Regions from separate parts of the Oryctolagus cuniculus genome. Here region 1 is linked to region 2. The links are chromatin contacts, called in public Hi-C maps. All regions are on one chromosome and are shown on one strand. The core of a region is the stretch at or near the end of the contact, and the rest is flanking DNA. Distances in the headings are between cores, read along the strand shown. Region 1 has its middle 320 kb from the start of KLLN. Region 2 overlaps RNLS (renalase, FAD dependent amine oxidase).

Region 1 (4,960 bases), core at 970-3,469, 230 kb before region 2:
GACTTCTCAATTATAGTTTTAGTTCTGTAAGGACAGAGGTCATATTTTTTACTTTAAAAGTGTCTTTCTAGTGTTATGTAAGAAGTAGTAACTAAATGCTAAAGGAAAGCAGGGAAGCTGATTACTATAGACTAGAGAGGCCGATTGGCATAGAAATGTTTACAAAGTGGATATTGAAAGGAAAATGCAGAGTATGCTTGTAGTAAGCACTTGGTAAGTGCTTTTAGAGTGAATGAGTGGATGAATGAAAGCAGAGAAAAAATTAAGCTGAAGGGTATTTCCAGGAATAAAGGTGAAATTTTGCAACAAAGGGAAAGACCCAGCTTTGAATGCACTGACAACCTGGTCTTTCAAGAAAATTAGAACACATGTGTATGAAGAGATGAGTCACCAGAGAGGAGTTATTGAATCTGACAGGCACGGTGAAGAGGACAACAATTGTCTCTGCCTGTTCAAGGGGAATGCTGAACATCTGTTCAGCATCCCCAAGACCATCTCTGCCTCCTGGTCAGTGGGATGGGTCTGTGTCAAATGGTGGTCTCTCATGTTGGGCATTGTTCATCTTACGGATCTGAAAGCTGTGATTATTGCAGTGGGTGAAGGGCCAGGTGTTCAGAGCATGCTCTGTGCAATATTATCTAGATCAGCACTTCTCAAACTTTAATGAGAGTATGAATCATCTTGTTAAAAAGCTTCTTCTAATTTAATAGGTCTTAGGCGGAGCCAAAGGTTTTGCATTTCTGATGCACTATCAGGTGATGCTACTGCTGCTGTTCTGAGAAAACCTGCTTTGAGTAACAAGGTTCTAGGTGCTCCCTGGGAAACTACTAGAGAATGCAACAACTAAAAGTGGCTCTTTGATTACTTCTATGTTTTCCCCTCTGATCAGAGATGCCTACCCAATGCATTTATTCTCTAACAAAGGGCTGGCTCCTAATTGGTGGACTATGATGCATCCCTAGAGAATGATTGGATTCAGGAGTCCTAAAGTTATTATGGGAAAAAAAATCAAGGAAGCATTAAAACTCATAATTCCTAGAGATTTACACCTGAAATCCATACAAGGGCCATTTGCTCATGAGTCACAGAAATTCATGTTAATACCTAGGGCCTTGCACATAGTAGGCTATCCAAAAAACAGCAAATGAATGAGCGAAAGATGAGACTTTGACTAAGAAAAGTGCAGTCATACTATATCTTACTAAAATTAATTTCACTGTCAGGATTAAGAATAAAGCCAACAAAACACCTAAATAAACACCAAATGTTGCAGGAGATCATACAAAGTAACTCTTAGGCATAATACCTATGAGGAATGCTTCACCCAGAGCCCACTTTTGTTTTGTTTTGTTTTGTTTTTTATTTCTAAATGAAAGAGTGAAACAGTTTATTGTCAATGTAAACAGAGTGATGTGATATCTTACCATTTGTAAGATTTTATAGTCTGCAATGCACTTTAAAAATAGTTTTATTGAGATATAATTCACATATCGTAAAACTTACCCTTTAAAAGTGTTATTTGTACTTATTTTATAACCTTTTTAAAATTCTCTTTTTTTAAAAAAAACTTAGCTATCTATAGTAGATGAGAAAAGGAAAGTTAAAGAAGTTTGAGAGGACAAATGACAAATATGGGCAGGCAAAGGCAAGACAGCACTTGTGTTAATCAACAAGACAAAAATATCAAAAGAATGCCAGAGAAGTACTAGGAGAGCTCCTTCAGTAATCTGGAAATATCTAATTTGATAGACACCCCTGCCTGATGTGCTTCAGAATATCCCAAGAACACAAGTACGTGTGGTCCAGTATAATAAATGGATGTTTGTGCTGATGTTCTCCTTTTGGCAAGGAAATGCGAAGTTACATATAGTGTGCTCTGGGCAGAAAGGTAGGGATGCTTGTGATCCACGGAGATGCTTTTATTGGAATGCTGATGGTGATTCTTTAAGAAGTCTTGGGTGCTTTAATTAAGAAGTAAGTCCTCAGCTCTCTCCGCTATGAGTCACAGTCCATGGAGATTCCAGAAAGTCTGTGTTCCTGGTATAGGCTGAGAGGTGTGACGGGGCAGCCGTGTGTGCTAGGTTTTTTGGCTCTTGGGGGGAGATCTTTATAAAGTACTGCCCTGTGTTTGAAGGTGTCCAGCCTCTTATGGCAAGTATTTCTCCCATGGGCAACACTCTTCTGTTTTTCAACTTTACTGTCTCCTGAGATCCCCCCAACCACAAAACAAAAGCTTTTCCAGACAGGAATCAGAATGGTGCTGCCTGTGGAGATGCAGAGCAAACACTGAAAGATTTTCTACCAGAGTTTCTTTTGGTTTAAATTTCTGAAGTTCATTTGCTCCTCTGACCTTCTCCAGCTGTGACGTGGTACAAACACATGGATATAGAACTCCAGAATGCCACTGTTGAGACCCTTGTTGTTTTTGATTGTGAAAGTTTCTCTGAGGGCCTGGACTCTCACAGAAATGGCAAGGCGCATTTGAACATTCATTGCCTCACCCATAGCAGAGATGGCAAAACCTATCCTGGGCCTTAAAAAAACAAGGGAAATGTATTGAACACTGTATTTTTTTAGGCCAAAGGGGAAATGCTTTATAGTTATTACTTTGATTCTTATGTTAATATTTGGAAGTCAAGATTTATTTAAAAATCAATTAATTAATTAGAGTGGAAAGAGAGAAATATTTCTATGTACCAGTTAATTCCCCAAATGCTCATAATGGCTGGGGCTTGGTCAGGGGTGAAGCCAGGAACTGGGAACACAACCCACGTCTCCTTTGTGGCAGGGGCAGGGACTTGATTAATTGAGCCACCACCCACCACCACTGCCTCCCGGAGTTTATACCAGCAGGAAGTTGACATCAGGAGCTGGAGCTGGGAGTTGAACCGAGGTACTACTATATGGGATGTGGGCATCTTACCTGCTAGGCCCACTCTGAGAGGTATTTTTATTGTCCATATTTCACAGGTAAGGGAACTTTAACCAACAGAAATGGCTTACCCAAGATCACCATGGCTAAGAATTGGTAAACAATGGATTTGAAGAAAGGTCCTTCAGTTCCTGAAATTAACTGAGATAATGCTTGCAAAAGTATACTGTAAATGCCTATTGAAATATATGGCTTTAATAGTTTCTAGAACTACTTTATAGGACCGCGCTAGAGTCTATCACTTACCCTCATCTTCCCACTTGGCTTTCCTGGCCAGCCCCTTCCCAGGCTGTAATGAATTCTGTGACCTCCATAGTGTCTTATTCTGCTTTTCTTGTTAGTACTGACCACAGGCTATAAGACCTTGGAGATCATTATAAACTTGAGTTTTTGACATTGCTGGTATTTATAATATATTCTTGGTATTGACCTGACTCCTCCCTGGGGAGAAATGCTTCCTTCCACATCTTTGGTAAAGGGGGGAGGCATTTAGCATAGCAGTTAAGATTCTGCTTGGGATGCCTGCAGCCCATATTGAAGTACTTGGGTGCAAGTCCTGGCTTCACACCTCATTCCAACTTCCTGCTAACGAGCACCATTAGAGGCAGTAGGAAATGGCTCAATCAGTTGAGTTCCTACCACTCATGTGAGTGATCCAAACTAAGTGACCCAGGTTGAGTTCCTCATTCTTGGCTTCAGTTTGGCCCAGCCGACCATAGTAGACATTTGGGGGAGTGAACCAGCACATGGGGCAAGGTACGGGGGAGCACTCATGACTCTCTCTCTCTCTCTCTCTGCCTCAAACAATTTTAAAAAATCTTTGCTAGGGAAACATCTAAAATGTCTTCTGTTTTATTTCATATCATTGTGAAGTGCGGTCACTTTGTTTCTAAGATCAAAATCACTGGGATGGTTCCTGCCACAGATGCCCAGTGGCTCCTATTTTTCTCTTTGCTGGGTAAGAACTACCTGGCCCAATGACCATCTCCAATGGAAAACTGCTGCCTGGCACAAAACATGCTGTTTCAGGTCTAATTTCTGACACTTCAAGATAGGAAGTGCCATTTGTTGGAGGCTTCTCAGGATTATATGAACAATTTCAGGATTTATGAATATTTTATTTCATTTATAGATTTCCCCTTTCATGTAAAATGTCTGTTTCTTTTGGTGTACTTGCTTTGCACCAAAATTTTAAAAAGTTCAGCTTCAAGTTTTTTACTGGCTATTTCCTGTTTCCAATGGTCAATTCTAGTAATCTTTGCTCTGGCATATGACTCAACCTAAGAGTATCTCTGTGTTATCCAAGTTTATCCAGCTTATAAACATAAATTACTTCTTTTCCAACTGTATTTCACACAGACTATCCCAAACTCTTAGCAGGATTTTCTATTTAGTCCCAGAACCAATGTGTTTGCAATCAAATGTTGTAGTGTTGATGCTTCTTTTAGATTTTTTTTTTACTTCACCCATTAAACCCTCTAATTACATAGTCAGTCCTTCACCAACCACCATGAAAGAATCTTCTGCCATAGCCGATTCATATTCCAACACCTTCTTGGTAGAACTCTACCAGCCCTACACTCTCACAGTTGCCTTCCAGTCCCACCGATTTTGAGTTGTGATCCTTCCTTCTTTTGACTTGATACATTTGCTTTTCAAAGGATAGAATGAGCTGGTGGTGAGCACACAGTTGGAACCAAGTGAAAAAGCAAGGTATCCAAGATGATCATATTACTTTCTCTCAAATAATTTTTAACCAGAGTGAGGAAATTGAGACTTGACCTTAAATAATTCTTCACAAGTGAAAGAAAATGAGCAGAAGCCTAAAACAAAATACAGTTTGGGACATGGACCAAACAAAATGAAAACATCTTGCAGAGTGATAAAGACTGTGTAAACTTATGCATGATTCAATAGGATAGGTTTTGCAAAATGCGAAGGCATGCTCATATTTTGTTTTGAAAACTATCTGTATTACATAAATAGAGGAACCATGGCTTTCGATTTGTCCTGTATGAATGGAAGTAC
Region 2 (4,963 bases), core at 1,382-3,881:
TTTGTTTTAGAAGAAATTGATGGAGAATAGTTCCCAATTCTGTTGACAATTAGAATTTTTTACATAGTACAAAATCTGTGCTATTGGTTTGAGAAAAAGAATCTTGTATGTAACAAACATGTAAAATATTACATTTAATATGACAAAGGCAGATATCCTAAGAAGCTGAAACAGCCATCTGCAGTCATACTCTCTTGAGCTTATTCCTGCTTTGCCACTTGTTAGCTCTGTGACCTTTGTCAAGTCATTTAACCTCTCAGTATCCTCCTCTATAAAATGTGTTTTATAAATAGTCTACCATAAGGTATGATATGAAGATTAAAAAGATGATACATCAAACATGCCTAATGTATAATTTGAGGTAAAAGAACGAGCTCAGTAAATGCTAGTTCATTTCCCCTGGCCCCTATCCTCTCAAAATTGTTCCAGGGCTTAAAACATCAAAGCAAAACAAAAGAAAACCCAAACAGCCAGCAAGTAAAAATCAACTTGTTAATTGTGTTTGCATGATAGATAGACTATGAAGGAGGAAGGAAATAAAAACACCTTATTATAGTTGTCATATAAAATACAGGATATCCAGTCAAATTTGAATTTCAGATAAACAATGATCTTTTTACATAAGTATCAAGTATTACATGAGATATAGTTGTACTAAATAATTTTTTCATTATTTATCTGAAATTTTAATTTGGGTATCAAGTATTTTCATTAAGCCTGGCAGCTTAGACATGACAGTATAGCTAAGACTTTCTTCATAAGACCCTAATGTGTTTCCAAATTGCTAACTTCAAAGGCACCAAGGAAAAGGTTGACCCCACTCTCCCTGTTTGCCAAGCAAAGGGCCCGCATAGGAAGTAAGATTTTGAGTCCCTTGCATCCTTTATGGGAAACTGGTGCAGAAGCTGCTGGGAGAACTGAAGCAACCTGCCCCTCCTCCCCTGGGCCCCTCTCTTTGGGTGGGGTTCTGTGGTTATAATGCGGTGACTCTGTCTCCGTGTCCCTGCCACGCCCTGCTTAGTCCACCTGGGGGTGGGGGTGGGGGTAGAAAACAGGTTGGAGGTAGGGGAAAAAAAAAAGGCTTATCAATTTAACATTTTCTTAGCAGGCTTGTTCTCTGCCGTTTGGGCTTGCAAAACTTAATTATTACTTTGATGCAGAATGGCTGCAGATTGTCATTGCCAGGCCTGATTTAACAGCCGGCTTGCACAAAGTCCGACAGAGATTGCTTTTGTTGCACTTTCGAACAGCTCTTGACGGTGGCTCTTTTACGTTAAGGAGGAAACTCTGTGGTTAAACTGTAGCCTAGGTATTTTTAGAGCCGTTACCATGTTAACCGAATTTCGTACATTTCACCTGCAGGATATGTGGTAGTGCATAGGACCTTCCCTAAACTCTAACAAAAAAAAATGATTTAACAGTTGTGAATAATGTGTTAGGGACCAACTCCAGGCTATCCGAAAGGCTACTCGCTGCAACCTGGGCTGCTAAGGGTCCTTTATTTGGATGGGTGGTAATATGCCATTAGGGAGTATTATTGTTTTGTTCTTGATACTCAGGGACTTGAAGGAACATATCCAAAAGGCTAAAATTGGTTAATTCTGAAGGTCACAGCCTGAAGGCAGTGACCCATTTGTTAATCATTAAGCTTTTCTAAGCCTCTCCTGACAGAATTCTGGCTTTCTGCCACTTCTCTGGTCATTTTAAACTGCGAATTCTTGTACTATTTCAGTTTCTAAGTAGGTAGCAAAGGTTATGAGAAAAGCATAACTTGTTAGTTATTTTTCCTTATCAAACGTCTTAGGCTTTTGGAAGACAGAGCTGTTCTGTGTTAAGGGAATCTTCCTAATATACCCAGCTACAGAGCATTTAAAGATGGACCCTCCTCGGATCCTCTGAAAAGGGAGGGTTTCTAGCCATCATTCCCATATTAATTAGTTTCCCTAGATAAACACAATGTTGTACGGAAAGGACACCCACTTAGTGATGAGGCACCCATACCAAAATCACTGGAGTTTTCTCTATAATCCTAACACTGAAAGTTCAAGAAACAGGAGCAGAATAACCATAATTGCCTTTATCATCTTCTGTCATCAGTTAAAAACTGGAAGAGCTTTAAAATATTTTACACATATTTTGAAAAGCCCAGTAACAGACTCAAGTGATATGATGTTTCACTGTCAAATTTAATGCCAGTTTATGCTCTAGTCCATCTGAATAGAAGTCAATTTGTAGACCAAAAATCTCCGGTAAACAAAACTACATTTTATGTAGCCAAGGGACATTAAGCTGCTAAAACACTTATTTCAATATTGAACATGGAAGAGCTGGCCTCTATTTCTCAAGGGAAAAAATACACAGTCAAACCTTGCTTATCCATAATCCAAACTTCCGGAAGGTTTACGTATTTGGAATTGTTCCAAATCTAGAAGAGAGGTTGGGGATGGAGAAAGGCGGGGGGGGGGGGGGGGGGGGAGGCAGGGAGGAAGAGAGAGAGAGAGAGAGAGAGAGAATGAATATTAGCAAAAAGCAAGTCAGCTTTCAGAAGTAGACCTGAAGCCCTAGCAACATTGAAAAGAGACCTGGAGCTTACATCTGATTGGCTTACAAGCCAGAAGGAATGGTGAGCTCTGATTGGCTGCTGATGATGTCTCCAAATAACCAGGCTTTTTCAGGAAAGCAAATTTATGTGGCAGAAGGGACATGAGATATTAGAAGCAGGCAAGAAGAAAAGGGAAGAGAACAGGGCAAAAATGAATGGCATCTTATTTGTAATAGAGGTGGTGCCTGAGCTGAGAACAAGAATAGCATATATCTACTTATGTAAACTGCTTGCAGTTTACAATATACTTTTACATATAATCCTTGATATTGTCTTCATAAAAACCTAGGGACTCCTAGAAATTAAATAGCATGTTCCAGGTCATCCAGCTAGTAAGAAAAATAGCCAAGGTCTTCTAGCTACAAATCCAACACTTTCAATGTGACACAGGTGTAATGGAGATAACGCTTTTGAGTTGCCCTTTGAGACAGTGAACAGCAAATTCTTTGATCATAGAAAAAAAGATCACAAGTCACAACAGCCTGCAGTTTAGTGAGAGATCAGAAGAAGGTGAAGGAATCCCTACCTTTTGTGACCACAGACCTTAAAAATGCAAACACAGACCCGCGCCGTGGCTCACTTGGCTAATGTTCCGCCTGAGGCCCCAGCACCCTGGGGTTCTAGTCCTGGTTGGGGCGCCAGTTCTGTCCCGGTTGCTCCTCTTCCAGTCAAGCTCTCTACTGTGGTCCGGGAGGGCAGCGGAGGATGGCCCAGGTGCTTGGGTCCTGCACCCGCTTGGGAGACCGAGAGGAGGTACCCGGCTCCTGATCGGCGAAACACCAGCCATAGCGGCCATTAGGGGAGTGAACCAACGGAAGGAAGACCTTTCTCTCTCTGTCTCTCTCTGTCTATAACTCTCTCTCTGTCTCTCTCTCTCTCACTGTCTAACTCTGCCTGGCCAAAAAAAAAAAAAAAGCAAACACAGAATACCTCTCTACAGGTATTTACGAGGAGACAGTCATGGTACAAATGAGGGTTGTGTTTTGAGCTGGGAGCTCAGCACTAGGTGATCACAGTCCTGCAGATTCCTTTCCTGTCTTGAGTCAGGCTACTTCTGTTTATACCCACAATCATCATCATTTTCTCCTCCTGAGCCATTCTAATAGCTTCCTAGACTACTTGACTGGTGTTTTGCATCCTCTCTTCCCTGACTCTTGTCTCCTTTCCTTCAGATTTATTCTCTGAACCATAACATCTTGCTTTAAACTTGCCTTTAGAATAAAACCCCATCCTTTGGCCCCAGTTTACCTTGCCTCAATCTGCTTGTGACTCACTCCTCTAGCCGTGGAGGCCTCCTTTTAGTTATCAATGCACTATACTCTTTTCAGATGAACAGCCTTCCATTTTGCTGCTCCCTATCTCCATGTCATCACATAGCTGCTCTTTTTCTTATCTACGTAATCTACACCAATAAAAGCTGGAGTGAGATTTCTCCTTCAGTCTCTCATAGTACCTTTTTATTAACTCCCTGAGATTTCTCAATCTGAAATTATGTATTTTTATTTGATTCCTGTTTATCATCTTTTCATGTGTCTTCCCTTTGTGAATCATCCAGCTCCGTTTCTCTCCGTCAGGCCCCTCATCAGTAGTGCACAGGAGGCATTCCATAACTTTGTTGACACAAATGAATGAAGGAATAGCAGAACATCAACATACTCTGCATCTTAACAGCTAAGAGTCATCTACATGGAGAAACCTTATTTGCTGTTTCTATCCTATTGTTTGTTAATGCTTGTTAGAGTTGTAAGCTCTGATACAGCTGCCATCACTTAGGAAGTTCTGTGGAAACTTTTGGAAAAAGGAATATAATTTGGTTTGCTTTGGGAGTTGAGGGTGGTATAAATTCACTCTCAAAGTCTGTTAGTAAATAATTGAGATCCACCTTGACACTGGAGCTTTACTAAGCATAGGTATATCAGCACATAGTGAGCATGATATTGGCTTTCTTCCTGGGATTCAAAAGACTTTCATTCACTTTTGGAGCCAGAACCAGGCTGTTTTGTTGACAATTTGCAGAGCTCACACAATGCATACAATGTTTGTTATCCATCTTTGATTTGTCAAAGTTATTCCTCTGAGTGATTAACATCCCTTAGAAAAAAATAATCATTCTATAGATATTGTAAAACCATCATGAGATCAATGTCTTTGTCAAAGTTACTGCTGTTTTAATGGCAATGATCTGTTTCAACATTCTGATTTTTGGGGACTTCTTAGCTGAATGATGGCAGATCTCTTAGTGAAGCTTACCATGGTGCCCTCTGGTGGAATAAACTTCCGAAATTTTAAAAGCTAAGTCTCTAGTGAGAATCCCTCTTTGAAATGAAATGGGATAACTTTAAATATAAATGTCTACAACTA

What was found. A called contact is a pair of places that touch in the nucleus more often than the background predicts.
Region 1: a Hi-C map of an unstated tissue shows a contact between it and region 2, with 2.3 times the contacts expected there. The contact joins two enhancer-like sites. A contact is called at or near these places in 3 of 6 Hi-C or Micro-C datasets (psoas muscle, skin fibroblasts and an unstated tissue).

Annotation. Positions count from the first base shown.
Region 1 is chr15:42,494,435-42,499,394 of mOryCun1.1, reverse strand. No RefSeq gene overlaps it. Among named protein-coding and RNA genes, the nearest start is that of KLLN, 320 kb to the left of the region's middle. Within about 2 kb of position 2,219, at least 1 of the 8 cell types and tissues checked has an H3K27ac peak or open chromatin away from gene starts, as enhancers often do.
Region 2 is chr15:42,264,404-42,269,366 of mOryCun1.1, reverse strand. The region is part of intron 4 of RNLS (renalase, FAD dependent amine oxidase); the gene reads right to left. Among named protein-coding and RNA genes, the nearest start is that of LIPJ, 210 kb to the right of the region's middle. Within about 2 kb of position 2,631, at least 2 of the 8 cell types and tissues checked have an H3K27ac peak or open chromatin away from gene starts, as enhancers often do.